2 separate regions of the Mus musculus genome follow, and region 1 is linked to region 2. Evidence: chromatin contacts called from public promoter capture Hi-C data. All regions are on one chromosome and are shown on one strand. Each heading gives the region's core, a stretch centred on a gene start, on an enhancer-like site or on the middle of the called end of the contact. The rest is flanking DNA. Distances are from core to core; before and after follow the strand shown. Region 1 holds the start of Trp53i11 (transformation related protein 53 inducible protein 11). Region 2 holds the start of Kbtbd4 (kelch repeat and BTB (POZ) domain containing 4).

What was found. Promoter capture Hi-C pulls out the DNA fragments that hold promoters and counts their contacts.
Region 1: a promoter capture Hi-C map of pre-B cells shows a contact between it and region 2, with 2.6 times the contacts expected there. The contact joins the promoter of Trp53i11 here to the promoter of Kbtbd4 in region 2. A contact is called at or near these places in 1 of 39 promoter capture datasets (pre-B cells) and 1 of 484 Hi-C or Micro-C datasets (B cells).

What each region holds. Positions count from the first base shown.
Region 1 is chr2:93,185,433-93,188,897 of GRCm38.p6, forward strand. Trp53i11 (transformation related protein 53 inducible protein 11) reads left to right here and starts at 2,116. Exons shown (of 8, transcript NM_001025246.2): 1 at 2,116-2,315.
Region 2 is chr2:90,902,972-90,906,266 of GRCm38.p6, forward strand. Kbtbd4 (kelch repeat and BTB (POZ) domain containing 4) reads left to right here and starts at 1,769. Exons shown (of 4, transcript NM_025991.4): 1 at 1,769-1,938; 2 at 2,695-3,295. The coding sequence starts at 2,724. Ndufs3 (NADH:ubiquinone oxidoreductase core subunit S3) reads right to left here and starts at 1,750. Exons shown (of 7, transcript NM_026688.3): 1 at 1,613-1,750; 2 at 1,452-1,517. The coding sequence starts at 1,676.

The DNA of each region.
Region 1 (3,465 bases), core at 866-3,365, 2.3 Mb after region 2:
CTAGCAGCCTTCAGATGAAGATGTAGAACTCTCAGCTCCTCCTGCATCATGCCTGCCTGGATGCTGCCATTTTCCCACCTTGATGATACTGAACCTGTAAGCCAGTCCCAGTTAAATGTTGTCCTTATAAGAGTTGCCTTGATCATAGTGTCTGTTCACAGCAGTTAAACCCTAACTAAGACACTTTCTTTGCAAAGCATATGGGGCTCTCACTTCCTGATAAGACAGGCATGGAATCTCCAGAACACAGATGCCCAGAGCTTATAGCTCTGTCTACACCGAGCATCACTGAAAGTGTAAGTCCTAACACTGGTGACCCTGTTTGGTTCCACTTGCTTGCTGCTAATGAAAGTGAGATCATTACTTCTAACATAGCCTCTTCTTTGAGAAACCTTGGGCCATTGCCATTAGGCACTGCTTCTGGAATTCTGCCTTCAGGTCCTGCTTCTGGTAGAACACTGGGAGGTGTTTCTAAGCTGGGAGGTGCTCAGGGATGACACTGTTCCAGTGACACAGCCCAGAGCCCTGCATGCCAATAGTGCAACAAAGAATCCATTATCCCATCACTGTCCTGAGGTGAGACTCTGAAGCAAGCCACAATGAAGCTCCTGGTCAGGGACAGGTGGCTTGGATGTGCACTTCACTCCACACACCTCCAGGCAGGCCTGATCCAGAGCTACAGACATGACGGCTGAGTGATTCATTCATTACTGGTCATCACTAGCCAGGTGTTCAGCAAAAGCGGGTGGCACTGTGGGAAGGGAGTTTAGTTGCCTTGGTAATCAGGAGGCTAACAGCCACTGAGAGCTGACTTGCTATGCACCAGACACTCTTCTGTTTACTTCCTTGCAAAGGGCACAGCCCCTCCTGTCCAGCCCCAGCCACTGGGAGGGCCATGGAGCCTACCTGGTATGTTAGCACCTCACACATGATCAGGTTTGGTTAACATGGCCTGCAGCTGTAACTGGAATCTCAGCAACAGCCACAAGGTACTTCCTGCTATAAGGTCACACCCCTTTGTAGGTAAGGAGGCAAGACTTGGAGAGGTTAGGAAACTTGCTTGCCTAGGGCTAAGCTAAACAACAGAGCCAGGATTTGAACCCAGGTATTCTAGTTCTGTAGCCTGGAGCAGAAAAGCAAAACTTAACTCTGGAGCCAGAGGCACACCTAGTTGAGTTATAGTGAGGGGCAGCTACTCTCCATCTCTGCCCCAGTTCTTTACCTTCAACCTTGCTTCTCTCAGTCCCCACCCTCCCTCAAGCCTTTACTATATCAGTCCAGAAGACAAGATCCAGAGGTTTCTTTCAGCAGGAAGCAGGGCCCTGGGCAAAAATCAACTGCTATAAAGGGTTTCTCAGGGAGTCCAGAGCCAGGCATGGGACAGGTTGTAGGTGCTGGTCTTTTTAGTTTGAGAGACTTCTCAAGACTCACCTGGGACTCTCTCTTGGCATGAGCTGTTTGCTTCCACCAACAAATACTCTGAAGCCACAGATAAGATCCAACCTTGCCACACGCAGCACATAGCACAGCAACTGCAGTAGAAGTCTCAGCGGGTAAGAGTTCTTGTCATTTGGGATTCACACCAAACTGGGGAGATGGGTGACCTGGGTGACAGAACACTCATTCACCAATTATCTTAAGGCCTTGGCTATGTATTAATGACTCGAAGTTTTGTGAACTGGGACTAGTCCTATTGGACTGCTGGGAACGCTAAGGTTTTATTTTTGAAAGTGGTTTAGCAAACGATGAATTGTAAATTGCTTTTAACCGTGTTGTTTCACCCGTGGGGGACCCTAACAGTCATAGCAGGTGCCTTCCTTCCACCCTAGACACCGGCCTAGGCCTGAGAATGGATGTTTCATAAACCCGTAGGGGTATGTTTGCAGTCCGGGAGAAAGGGGCGCTGTCTTCAGAACTTCCGAGAAAGTCCTGGGTGGCACAGCGGCAGGTTGTCCCCGTCCGGGGATCCCCCTAGCCAAGCGAGGGTGCGCCCTCCGCAGGCGGCTCCCGGTAGGCCCTCCGTTTCAGCTCTGGGTCTCCCCCCCAACCCCTCTGTGCCCGCCCCGGCCACCTCGGGGGCGAGGCAGCCCAGCGCGTGGGAGGGGACGGCGCGCCATTGGCTTGTGCGCGGCACTAGAGGAGGGACCAGTGCGGGCCGCCAGACTCGGGCGAGCCCAGCAGCGCCAGGAGTCCAGCTTGCCCTGCCCTGCCCTGCCCTGCCTGCCTAGCGCGGCGCCGCGATGTGAGACTCCCCGGGCCGGAGCGTCCGCAGGGCACGCCAGCTCCGCGAGCGCAGCACCCCGCGCGCCAGGAACGTAAGTCTGCTGCCGGCAGCCGCTAGCCTCACACTTCACCGCCGTTGCCACCGCGCTGGCCGCTGCCTGCGCAGCGCAGCCCGGGGACGCCGGGGGGCCTTAGGGACCGCTGGGGGCATCGAGCACCCTGCGAACGACAGCCGGGCGCCAGGACAGCTTGGCACTTGCGGGGCGGCGGGCGCCCGAGACCCCCGCTGAGCTCCTACTGGCACTGTCCTCTGTCCTTTTCGTTTGTCCCCTTGCACTGACTCGGTTTCCCTTTCTCCCCCAGCTCTCTTCTCCGCCACCTCCTTCCCCAGGGGCTGTTTATTTCGCTCTCGGCCTCCTCCAGGGCTTTATCTCTTTGATTCGGAGCTAGTGAGAGCGGAGAGTAAAGCAGTTTCTTTTATCCCGGGGTCTCTGTCTTCAGCGCTTGGTTCTCGGTCCCCTCCCCCTTTCTCGCCACCGCCCCCCCTCCTCCCGCCTTTGTTTCCCGGCGGGAGGATTGCGCGGTGTAAACTTGCGAGTTTCCGGGTCCTCGCCCCCACGGGTACGCGGGCGGAGAAGGTGGAGGGGTTCCCGCTGTCCAGTGGTCTGGCCGGACCTTTTGTGTGGGTGCCGGGGACTGGAGGAGTCGCGGACTCTCGCTTCACAAAGTGGGGGAGTGTCCTCGGCGCGGAGATGAAGATAGATCAGAGGGGGAAGGGGCAAAGCCGGCGACACTCCTGAGTCCCTGCTGGAGAGGAGCGGGCAGAAAAGTGTTTGGGCCTGACCCCAGTCGGGGGTGGTGGTGTCAGGAGGGTATTGCAGGTGGACCCGGGCGACTCTCTCTCCCAAACCGCGCAGACAGCTGTAAAGTGTAGCGCCATTGCCTGGCGCAGGATGGATTGGGGTCCCGTGTAGTGCGCAGAAAATATTACGCGCACCATCCTCGGGGCACAGCGAGGCCAGCCGCTCGCTTCGGCTCCCCTTTCGTCGCCTTCTTGCATCCTGGATGGAGCGGGCTTCTCCTCCTGCCTGTGAGGTGGAGGAGCAGGGATAGGCCCAGGACCCACTCCCACTTTGACCCAAAGCTTTACAAGCACACGGCCAAGGCCTCCTCAAAGTCCCCCAGCACGGACTTCCTGTTTCGTTTCTTTTAGAAAAACTTTCTGGATGGGGCCTGGAGAGA
Region 2 (3,295 bases), core at 519-3,018:
AGGTAGCAAACACACACACACACAAACAAACTAACTAACCTCTCAGGTCTTTCTGAAGAATTTTCATTAAAAAAGAAAAAGTTTACTTTTACTATTTATTTTGGTGTTTTGCCTGCATATATGTCTATGCACACATGAATGCCTGATGCTCACAGAAGCCAAAAGAATGTTAGATTCCCTGAGACTGGAGTTACAGATGGTTCTGAACTGACATGTCCATGTTGGGAATTGTATCTGGGATGAATAGCCAGTGCTCTTAAACACTGGGCCACCTCTCCAAGCCCTCCCTGAAGGATCTTAAGAGGCATAGGTGTAAAGTACCTTCCAGGAATTAGGAAGTGTTTAAAACTCAGGGAGAAGGGAGTGGAGAGATGGCTCAGTGGTTAAGAGCACTAACTGCTCTTCCAGAGGTCCTGAGTTCGATTCCTAGCAACCACATGGGACCCGATTCTCTACTCTGCTGTGTCTGAAGACAGCTGCAGTATATTCACATACATAAAAAAATAAAAATATCTTTAAAAAAAAAGAAAAAGAAAAAACTCAGAGTGCAACACCATTTCTCTTTCTCGGTCCATACACTCTTGTTACTGTGTTGGGCAATCTTTGCTTCTTTTCTCCACTGTTCCACAGCTGTTCCTCACTTCCTGTACTCATGGTAACAATGCAACAGTGGCAGCTCCTCTCTCAGACTCAGAGCTCTTTAAGGATGGAAACCAGACTTCTGTTTCTCTTTCCCTTCTTGGTACTTGTTTATACCAAGTTCTTAATCAGAGAACTTCAGGGCTGAAGGACCCTGAAAGATTACCTCATTGCCCATACTCTATCCCCTGTCACTTTGTGTAATAGATGTCCTGGAATGAAAAGAAGCTTTCTATTTCCCAGTGTGATTCTGTTGACTGAACATAAAATCACCACAGGGTCATTCAAGTACTTGAGCACCCACACATCACAGAATCAAGGATTAAGTATTTTCTGCACTTGGAAACAGACCTGCTTTGTCGTTCACTGGAACTGTGACTGAATAATTTAATTATCTGGACCGCTTCATGATCTACATCTATATGGACAGTAAAACGTTATGCGTCTCATCAGGCTCTTATGAAGTCCAAGGTGCCTAGTAAATACTAAATTGATGTGAGCTACAATTATTTTGGACTTTGAGTCTCAAAAGTTTTTGTTACCTGCGCTCAAAGACAATTTCATCGGAGGACAAAAAAAAAAATCAAATCCTGATAACGAGCAAAAGGCGATCAAGATCAGAAGGGAACAAATATCTAGGGCACAGGAAGTGCTCGATTCTAACAGCAAAGTGGAGACCATAGCAATCTCCAAGGACAAGCAGAGATTTGCCAGGAGGGAAGGACATTCCAAGGCAAGGACAAACATCTGACAGAAACAACGAAAGGCCCCAGCTAACGTTGGGGGAAAAAGCGCCATCCGCACATACTCACGGCGCTTGTCAGCCGCCGCGCTCTCCCTTCTTACGTGCTGCCACAGCACGGAGGGTCGCCCAGCCCCTGCACAGGGAGAGAAAAGGCACAAAGGCGCGGGTGAGACTCGGGGAGGTCTCCGTGCTGCCCGTGGTCTCAACCTGCTGCTGTTCCTTGCTCACCCCTGCCTACGGAAGCGGCCCCCAAGAGCCCACGACACCAGACCCTGGCTGCAGCCGCCGCCATGTTCCTTAGTGTGCCGACTAAGTAGCCGGAGAACACACGCAGGCCACGGAGCCCCAAGGGCACGGACCGGAAGTGGAAATGTGCAGTGACTCTTCTTCCGGGCGGACGCGGGGCGGGAAGCAGAGGTTCCGGATCTGAGCCCTGGCATGAAAGGAGGTATCGCAGGTAAGAAAGACCCGCAGGTGGGGAAACCGTGAGGTGTACGTAGCCCTATCTCGGTACAGCGGAGGCCGAAGAGAAGAAGACGCAACGAACCGCACCGGTGAGAGAAAGGGAAAGGGTGGGCGTTCTGGGTTCTAAGTTCTACACCGCGCCGGCTCTTGAGCTAAGCTTTTTTAATGGGGGGCGGGGTGGGGGGGGGAGACGATGGACGGTTTCCTTGGAGACCGTTTCCTAGGCGACTCCAGGTGGCACGGTCAGATTGCACAGGGTTATGGACTTCCTTGTGCCCCCGGCCGGGGACGGCTGGGCTCTCAAGGGCTTCTTTAAGAACTCACTGGAGCGAGAGGTAAGTAAGAAACAGCAGCTTAGAAAAGAGTAAAAGTGGAAGTCCAGGCCCAAGCCTCAGTATTGGGGGGTCTGCACTCTTATGTCCAGGCAAAGAGGGAATGTAACAACAATACCTGGATGTCTTAGTTTGGCCTAATTATGCTTCTCCAGAGTCTCATTAGTTGTATATCCAAATTATTTGGTTTTAAGATCATAGGCTTCCTCCTTCGTCTTTTTCATGAGCTAACCTAAGTCCCAAGTCTTTTGTTACATCACGATCAGGAATATCCAATTTTACCTCAAGGAAAAACAACAGAGTTGGAACTTTTAATTGAATTCATTGGAGGAGAGGCCCCACTGCAGGAAAACTGGAGGAATGGCATAGGCCACATTGGCAAGACCAGGAATAAGGCCATTCTGGACCCACTTTGCTCCAGTGTCTCCCTTCTCCCTGTCTTGACTTGGACAGTTGGATTCATGGACTGTGTCTGTGAATTACCCAAATACTTAGGGTGATATTGCTTTGCAGATAGTTGGCAAAGAGAGAAGTTGGCTACCATGGAGTCACCAGAGGAGCCTGGAGCATCCATGGATGAAAACTACTTTGTGAACTATACTTTCAAAGACCGGTCTCACTCAGGCCGAGTGGCTCAGGGCATCATGAAACTGTGTTTAGAGGAGGAGCTCTTTGCTGATGTCACCATTTCAGTGGAAGGCCGAGAGTTTCAGCTGCACCGGCTGGTCCTGTCAGCTCAGAGCTGCTTCTTCCGATCCATGTTCACATCCAACCTGAAGGAGGCTCACAACCGGGTGATTGTGCTGCAGGATGTCAGCGAGTCTGTTTTCCAGCTCCTAGTTGACTATATATACCATGGGACTGTGAAACTTCGAGCTGATGAGCTGCAGGAAATTTACGAGGTGTCAGACATGTATCAGCTGACATCTCTCTTTGAGGAGTGTTCTCGGTTTCTGGCACGCACGGTACAGGTGGGCAACTGCCTGCAGGTGATGTGGCTTGCAGATAGACACAGTGACCCCGAGCTCTACACTGCTGCCAAGCACTGTGCCAAGACCCACCTGGCCCAGCTGCAGAGCACAGAGGAGTTCCTCCACTTGCCCCACCATCTACT